Regions from separate parts of the Rattus norvegicus genome. Here region 2 is linked to region 1. The links are chromatin contacts, called in public Hi-C maps. All regions are on one chromosome and are shown on one strand. The core of a region is the stretch at or near the end of the contact, and the rest is flanking DNA. Distances in the headings are between cores, read along the strand shown. Region 1 overlaps Plcb4 (phospholipase C, beta 4). Region 2 overlaps Plcb4 (phospholipase C, beta 4).

Region 1 (3,438 bases), core at 428-2,927:
CCAAAGGAAAAGAAGCATAAGAGTAGGTCTGTGTTTGTCGACAGTATCCTATCCGTTCACCCCTTTGATGTCCTGCACATGCCTGTGGATCCAAATGAGCCTACATACTGCTTGTGCCACCAGGTGTCCTATGGGGAGATGACTGGCTGCGGCAATCCGGATTGTCCCATTGAGTGGTTTCACTTTGCCTTCGTGGATCTCACCACAAAGCTGAAAGGAAAGTGGTTTTGTCCACAATGTGTATAGGAAAAGAGGAAGAAGAAGTCAAGAAGAGGCTGCTGTGCCAGACTGAAGATTGAGCTAATATAATTCTTCACTCATGTTGCAATATTATCTTTCATTTTTAAAACCACACACACACACACACACACACACACACACACACACACACACACACACACAGTCTAGCTAGCGGAGAGGTTGCATAGACTATTCAGCCTAGACTTGGGCTCTAACGCTGGGGGTGATTTGATTGGGGCTTGAACTTGGAGGTCTGTGGTACAACCAGTTGTATAAAATATGAGTTAGATGAAGTTCAGCCAGTTTCTTCATCCTGGAACGTTGAGAGACTTGAAGGTGCTGATGGATTTAAAGCGTGTGCAGGGTGACATTACTCCGAAGTATAGTTCTAGAAACAATCCTTACAGTTGGGCTGTCTGCATCCGCAGGAATGGTGTCCATCGTGTATTGCCACGGTAAGCCGCATAACAAGCAAGCACAGAACTTCAGGGGAAGGCAAGCATGTAAGCATCGGTGGTGTGTTGCCTTGAGAGCTGGCTCAGTGGTTAAGAGTGCATAGCATACTGCCCTGGCAGAGGACGGACGCTCAGTTTCCGGTCCTCACAGTAGGTAGCTCACAACTGCCTCTGCCTCTAACTCCAGTGGATCTAAGGCCCGTGACACCCTCTCTACATATAAGTAAACATAAAATTGAAAAAGTCTTTGCAAAGTTAAAAAATTAACTTGGCATGATGGCCCATGCCTTTAGTACCAGCATTCGGGAGGCAGAAGCAGGAAGATCCCCAAGTTTGAGGCCATCCTGGTCTACAGAGCAAGTTCCAGGGCAGCCAGGGTAAACCCTATTTTGCAAAACCAAATTGGACTTACTTCATTTTGACTACAAGTGTTTTTACGTGCATTTACGTATGTTGTATGTATGTATATTCACCGTGTGCCTGCCTGGTGCCCATGGGAATCAGAAGGAGGGGCTGAATCTCCTTGCACGAATTATCGATGGTTGTGAGTCTCCATGTAGGTGCTAGCAGCTGAGCCCTGGCATACAAAAAGAACAGTAAGTCCTTTTAACTGCTGAGCCATTTTTCCGGCTCTGAAGATACCTATTTTTTTTAAAAATGTACCCATCCTAAACGTTTAGAGGTTCACTTGCTCTTCATCTGGTCTTAGCTGACTTCAGCTGACAGCAGTGTCTATGGTCTCCTGCGGACTGGGCAAACAGTTCTGCCCTCAGCTGGATTGGCCTATGTGTCTATGTTGGTGAGTTAGGATGACTTTAGCCAGTAAGACCAAGGCGACATATTTCTGCAATGTGTGTCCTTCACCTTCGAGCATGCTCGGTCTGGCATGTTTGCTTAGGTATGGCACAGGAGCAAGAACAGAAGGGGACAAGGCCGCTGTATGAGGACTTCCACAGCCTTTGCTACTTTACATCCTGTTCGATAATGTCTTCTTGGCTAACGGCAGGTGTGGCCTGTGACAGCAGAGGATGGCACCTGAAGGTTACATGGCAGAAGGTGTGGTCACAGGAAAGGAGAAGAGTTGAGCGTGTTCTGCAGTCAGACCACCCTCGACCCAGCGTAAGAGTCGCTGGATGAGATCACAGTCAACTGAGTGAGGAATGAGGTCAGACTCTTTCTCTGCCACGACCATAGATTGTGCTTTTAATTCTGGTAGGCAGTCTCACAAATAGACATCTGGGCCATGTCAAGGAAAAGACAGACCGGTGATCTGGATCTGTAAAGGGTCTTTGTTGTCTTTGTGTGGGATCAGTCTACTCAGGGCTGAAAGGAGTGTGGATCCCATGCAGTCATGGCATTACATCATGTCAGAAGGAAATGAGAAAACGGGCACAGAGAAGATCCTTGGCCTATGTAATGCCAAACAGGCGGCTAAAAGCAAAGCCGGGTCTCAACCCCAGATCCTCTCTCAAGCCATTAAGGGCTCTAATGTCCTCAAAGAAGTTTTGTTGGAGGGTGGAAGGACTAAATGTGTTCGTAGTCTGTACTGAAAGAACAAATCATATCTCCTCCTCAGGGTCTGTAATGTAAGAGGTTTTTAAAATAGGAAGACCAGAGAGGAGCCGTGCTGTGTTTGTCTCTGGGAAGCTCAACTGTGGCTGCCCATCTTTGGGAATCTAGTTTTATTTTCTGTTTTCCTTTCCTTCCCCTTCCCTGCCCCTCCCTCTGCTTCATGAGTAGAAGTCAGCATAGGACTCCTGAGAAGAATCTGTGTTCTAGCTCCTCCTTTGTTGACTTGCATGTGAAATTGTAGAGCAGTTTGAGCTGAATAAATAAAATTTGGGTAATGAAATTCTACCCATTTAAGCACTGTCAAATAAACAGGTTTTTGTGGCAGGATAGACACACTTTTGAAGTATTAGATTTTTAAAAATGTATTTAAGAGAGAATAATGGGAAACCTTTAGCTCCTGGCTCTTATGTATTTTTGGCAGTAGGAATGGACCCAGACCCTCTCTTAGGCTAGGCAAGCGCTCACCACTAAGCTGTAATCCCAATCATAGTTTTTTTTTTTTTTTTTTTTTTTTTTTGGTTCTTTTTTTCGGAGCTGGGGACCGAACCCCGGTAAGCGCTCTACCACTGAGCTAAATCCCCAGCCCCCCAATCATAGTTTTATTTTTAAGTTATTTCCTGTTTTTTAAGAACAGGGTCTTGCTTGCTGCATATCTGAGGCTGTCCATAAATTGTCCCACCAATGCTGGATCAAAGCCGTGAGCCACCATGCCTGGAAGCCTTGTCTCTTTAGACCTCGGGTTTTGAGCTGAGCAGTAACGGAAGCCTGTGCTTGTGAAGACCCAGTGAGTGTGAGAGCGCGATGCCACCCCACACCCCTGCTTAGCGCAGCTAGAGCATACGCGATCACTTGCCGTTTCGCTGGCTGTACGTAGACTCATGCTTTAAATTGTTCAATTTTATTCACAGAGTGTTTATGCTTCTTGCCGGTTTCTTTCCTGCTGCATTCTTGGGCTGTTTAAGCACAGCTGTGTCCATTAGACCTGTCTATTCCATGCTTCGCCCCTGCTCCTAGGCCGCATTGTCCTCTGGCACCGGAGTAAGCCCTGGTGAAGGTTGTCGTGGAGGCAGAGCCAGGGTGTCTCTCTGTGTCTCTACCCGCAGTACCTGTGGGAATAACTGTGTCCATGTCATGGTTTCCATCCTCGCAACTCAGAAGCCTGTTCTGTTGT
Region 2 (3,231 bases), core at 286-2,785, 190 kb after region 1:
GGCAAAGCCCCCATCTTCCATTTATGGCTCTCTCCCCCCAAATTAAAAAGAAATAGATTTCCGTTCTCCATCTTCTGAGTCCTCATGCCTGTGTACTGAGTCAAGAGGTTGGACATGATCATGATCATTTACATTTAAATAACTTCCAAGTTATCTTGCTGCTGTTCCTGAAAGGAGGGAATGAAAGGAGAGGGAAGGGGAAAGAAGGAAGAAAGGAGGAAGAGAGGGAAACCAGGGATGGGAGGCTCTTAAGGTTTAACCCAGGCTGGCACTCCTGGCTACTTTAACTAGCAAGTCTGTGGGACCCCCACAGTATATAAGGCAGGGACAGAAGAATGAAGTGAAATTCTGTGGGTGGTTTCCTCTGGTGAATAAGGAGGTTTGGGGACTCTAGAAGGAGCTGGACTGGGATCTGGGACATGGAAAAGGGAGGAGGAAGCTAAACCACAGGCTGTCCTGGAGCTTTGTAGATCCATCTCACCTTGAACTTGAGGTAACCACCTTGTAAAATAGTGGCTCTCAACCTGTGTGTCATGACCCTTTTGGGGGTCGAGCAACCCTTTCACAGGATTAAGTAGACAAACACAGACATTTACATTATGATTAATAACAGTTCTGAAGTAGCAACGAAATAATTTTATGGTTGGGGTGGCCACAACATGAGGAACTGTGTTAAAGGACTGCAGCATCAGGAAGGTTGAGAAGCATTGTTTTAAAGGAAAATCGTTGCTGTATCTACTCAGTCTAAATTCTTGTGGGTTTAGTCCAGTTATTGTGTGTTTCTGTATCCTCTGAATGAGGAGGGGTTCTCTTGTTTGTGACTGTTTTCCAGAGTTCTATAGCAGCCAGACGCATAATGAGGAAGGCCCAGACATTTGCCAGGAGCTGGATGCTTGATGTCTGGCTGTCTGCATGAAGAAAATCAGGTCAAGGAGTGATAGAAGCCAGGCCCAGTGTCCCCTCTCCCTCTCCCAAATGCCCAGGAAATCCTACACAAGACTCCTCAAGGATTCCATTTTCCTGAGAAGGGATACAATAGGTCAAGTTAATTTATAACGTATTAGAAAGGATTAAAGAGTAAGAGAATAAAGTGGTTATCAGTGCTAATATGTATATTTAATATGCTCCTGGCTTTGGCTTCAATATTCAGCACAAATAAAATAAATACAACTAAAATATAAAAGAAAGGTGAGACTTTAGTGGGGAAGCCAGGCCTCTCTGTATTCAAGTGCTATTTCCTGTTTTGGTGAAGTTGCCTGGTGCCCCTGCTGTGTGTGTCCACTCAGAACAGCAGGACCAGAAAGTGCCCACTTGGGGCAAGCCCAAGTCCCCACCAAGGCGTATCTGTTGTCCGATGGCTCAGAGATACACCTCGAAGGGTGTCATGCTGCTAAATTATTCAAGTTAATCGACAGCACTTCAAACGGGTTTATCTTAAGTCGCCACATTAAAAACGGTTAATCTGGAAATAATCAGAGAATCAATGGGACTGTACTGACACCTGCTGGCCCCTGAGCTACCTACCGTTTGCAAAGAACCATGAGATGCACTCATGCTCTGTGCTCTGGCCTGAGGGGAACTGGGGCAGATCTGAAAGGCGTTCCTCACTGCACAGGGAGCATGGAATAAGCCATTGGGGGAAAACCTCCCAACATGGGGACCTGCCCCAAGCAAGCTGCTCTGTGACTCTAAGGCCCTTTGCCCACATCACAGCCTCCCTCCCAGTGCTGAGCTAGCCCTGGGGACGGCGGTGGCATTGGCAACGGGTGTGTTCTGTCATGAGTGGTGATATCAAAGGAGGTCACCTTTGCATTCTAATGAACAAGAGTCTTCCCCAATGCTATTTAAAAACCAAAACAGAAAAATAAAAACAAAGCAAAACAAAAGTAAAACAAACAAACAAACAAAAAAAACCCACCTAAATACCTCCCCTCCCCCAGTGTCTGGTGATTATTTCTAGAAACAACTAAAACTGTTGTTTCTCTGTACCGGGCACTCCTCCTGTGCCCTAGGAAACTGTGGACTTTGTTCTGTGTTTTGGAACATATCTCAAACCTTCAGGTTGAGAAAAATACCCACAGTTAATGCCATCCAAATTATTTGTGCTTTTTCTGTCTGCTCCTGGGAAACTGTGGGGCTGTGGTTTGTTAGGCCAGTAACAGGATATTCAATAATCTCCGGGGAGCCAAGTCCATATTTAGCCTGACAGAGGAAGAGAGGTCTGGTAATGAGAAATGAAGCAATTCTTTAAAGCTGCTATTTCGTTTCTTGCTTCTCTCTCTGTACCCAGACCTCACCTGTTTGTTGAAGCCTTTGATGCTATTTGCGGTTCTCAGAAAATGGCCTTTGCTAGCTGCAAAAGGAAAGGTGCCTCTCAGAGTTCTTCAGTCAGAAAGCTGTTAGCAATGTCTGGACCTCTCCAAGGCAATAAAAGCCATTAGCCTCACACCCAACAGGATGGCCCCAGTGAGGATGTAGAAGTTAGCACCCTCAGCCCTGTTGGTAGACTTGCAAGATGACAGAGCTGTCACAGAAAGCAGAACGGCATTTTCTTTAAAAGTTGAAAGCATCCTCATGTGGTCCTGTGGTCCTGCCTGCGGGCATTTATGCAAAATAATTTGTATCAGTTATTTACAGTATCCAGAACGAAGGAGCTCGGGTGTCCATGGAGAGAAGAAATGGATGGATGGGCCGTGGCATGCCCACACAATTGAATTCCACCTTAACAAGGCAGAATTGGACATGTTAAATGAAAACCTTATGCCTAGAGAAGTAAGCCAGTCAGAACATGGTAAATCCTGTGTGATTATTCTTGCTCGAGATACTTAACATAATAGAAAACATAGACCCAGGAAACAAACCAGTGAGGGTCAGAGGGAGAGGCACAGATGGGGTGATGGGTGCAGGACATGCAGGATCAGCTAAAGCCCCTGAGACGGAAACATTTCTGTTCTGTGTGTTTTTACCAAAATTAACATGAGAAGACATCAAATAGCAAGACCCAAACCACGCCGTTATAGAGGTCAGGGTTTTCAGAGATGGAATCTCTTGTCTAATGATTTGAAGCCTGGTGCTATTGGGCCGTGCTGCGTAACAGGAACTTCCGGGATGACAAGGGTGTTTCTCCTGGGCACTCTCAGGACACTGCCTAGAGTTCTCGTCATGGCCTTGGAGCACTGGAATGTCAACTGAGACATCCGATTTTAGCTCCGTTCAATTTGAATTTAAGGA

What was found. Hi-C and Micro-C count contacts between places; a contact is called where the count stands out from the background.
Region 2: a Hi-C map of frontal cortex shows a contact between it and region 1, with 2.7 times the contacts expected there. The contact joins two enhancer-like sites.

What each region holds. Positions count from the first base shown.
Region 1 is chr3:143,498,539-143,501,976 of GRCr8, forward strand. All of the region lies in intron 2 of Plcb4 (phospholipase C, beta 4), which reads left to right. Among named protein-coding and RNA genes, the nearest start is that of Plcb4, 94 kb to the left of the region's middle. Within about 2 kb of position 1,678, at least 3 of the 93 cell types and tissues checked have an H3K27ac peak or open chromatin away from gene starts, as enhancers often do.
Region 2 is chr3:143,686,921-143,690,151 of GRCr8, forward strand. All of the region lies in intron 7 of Plcb4 (phospholipase C, beta 4), which reads left to right. Among named protein-coding and RNA genes, the nearest start is that of Lamp5, 140 kb to the right of the region's middle. Within about 2 kb of position 1,536, at least 31 of the 93 cell types and tissues checked have an H3K27ac peak or open chromatin away from gene starts, as enhancers often do.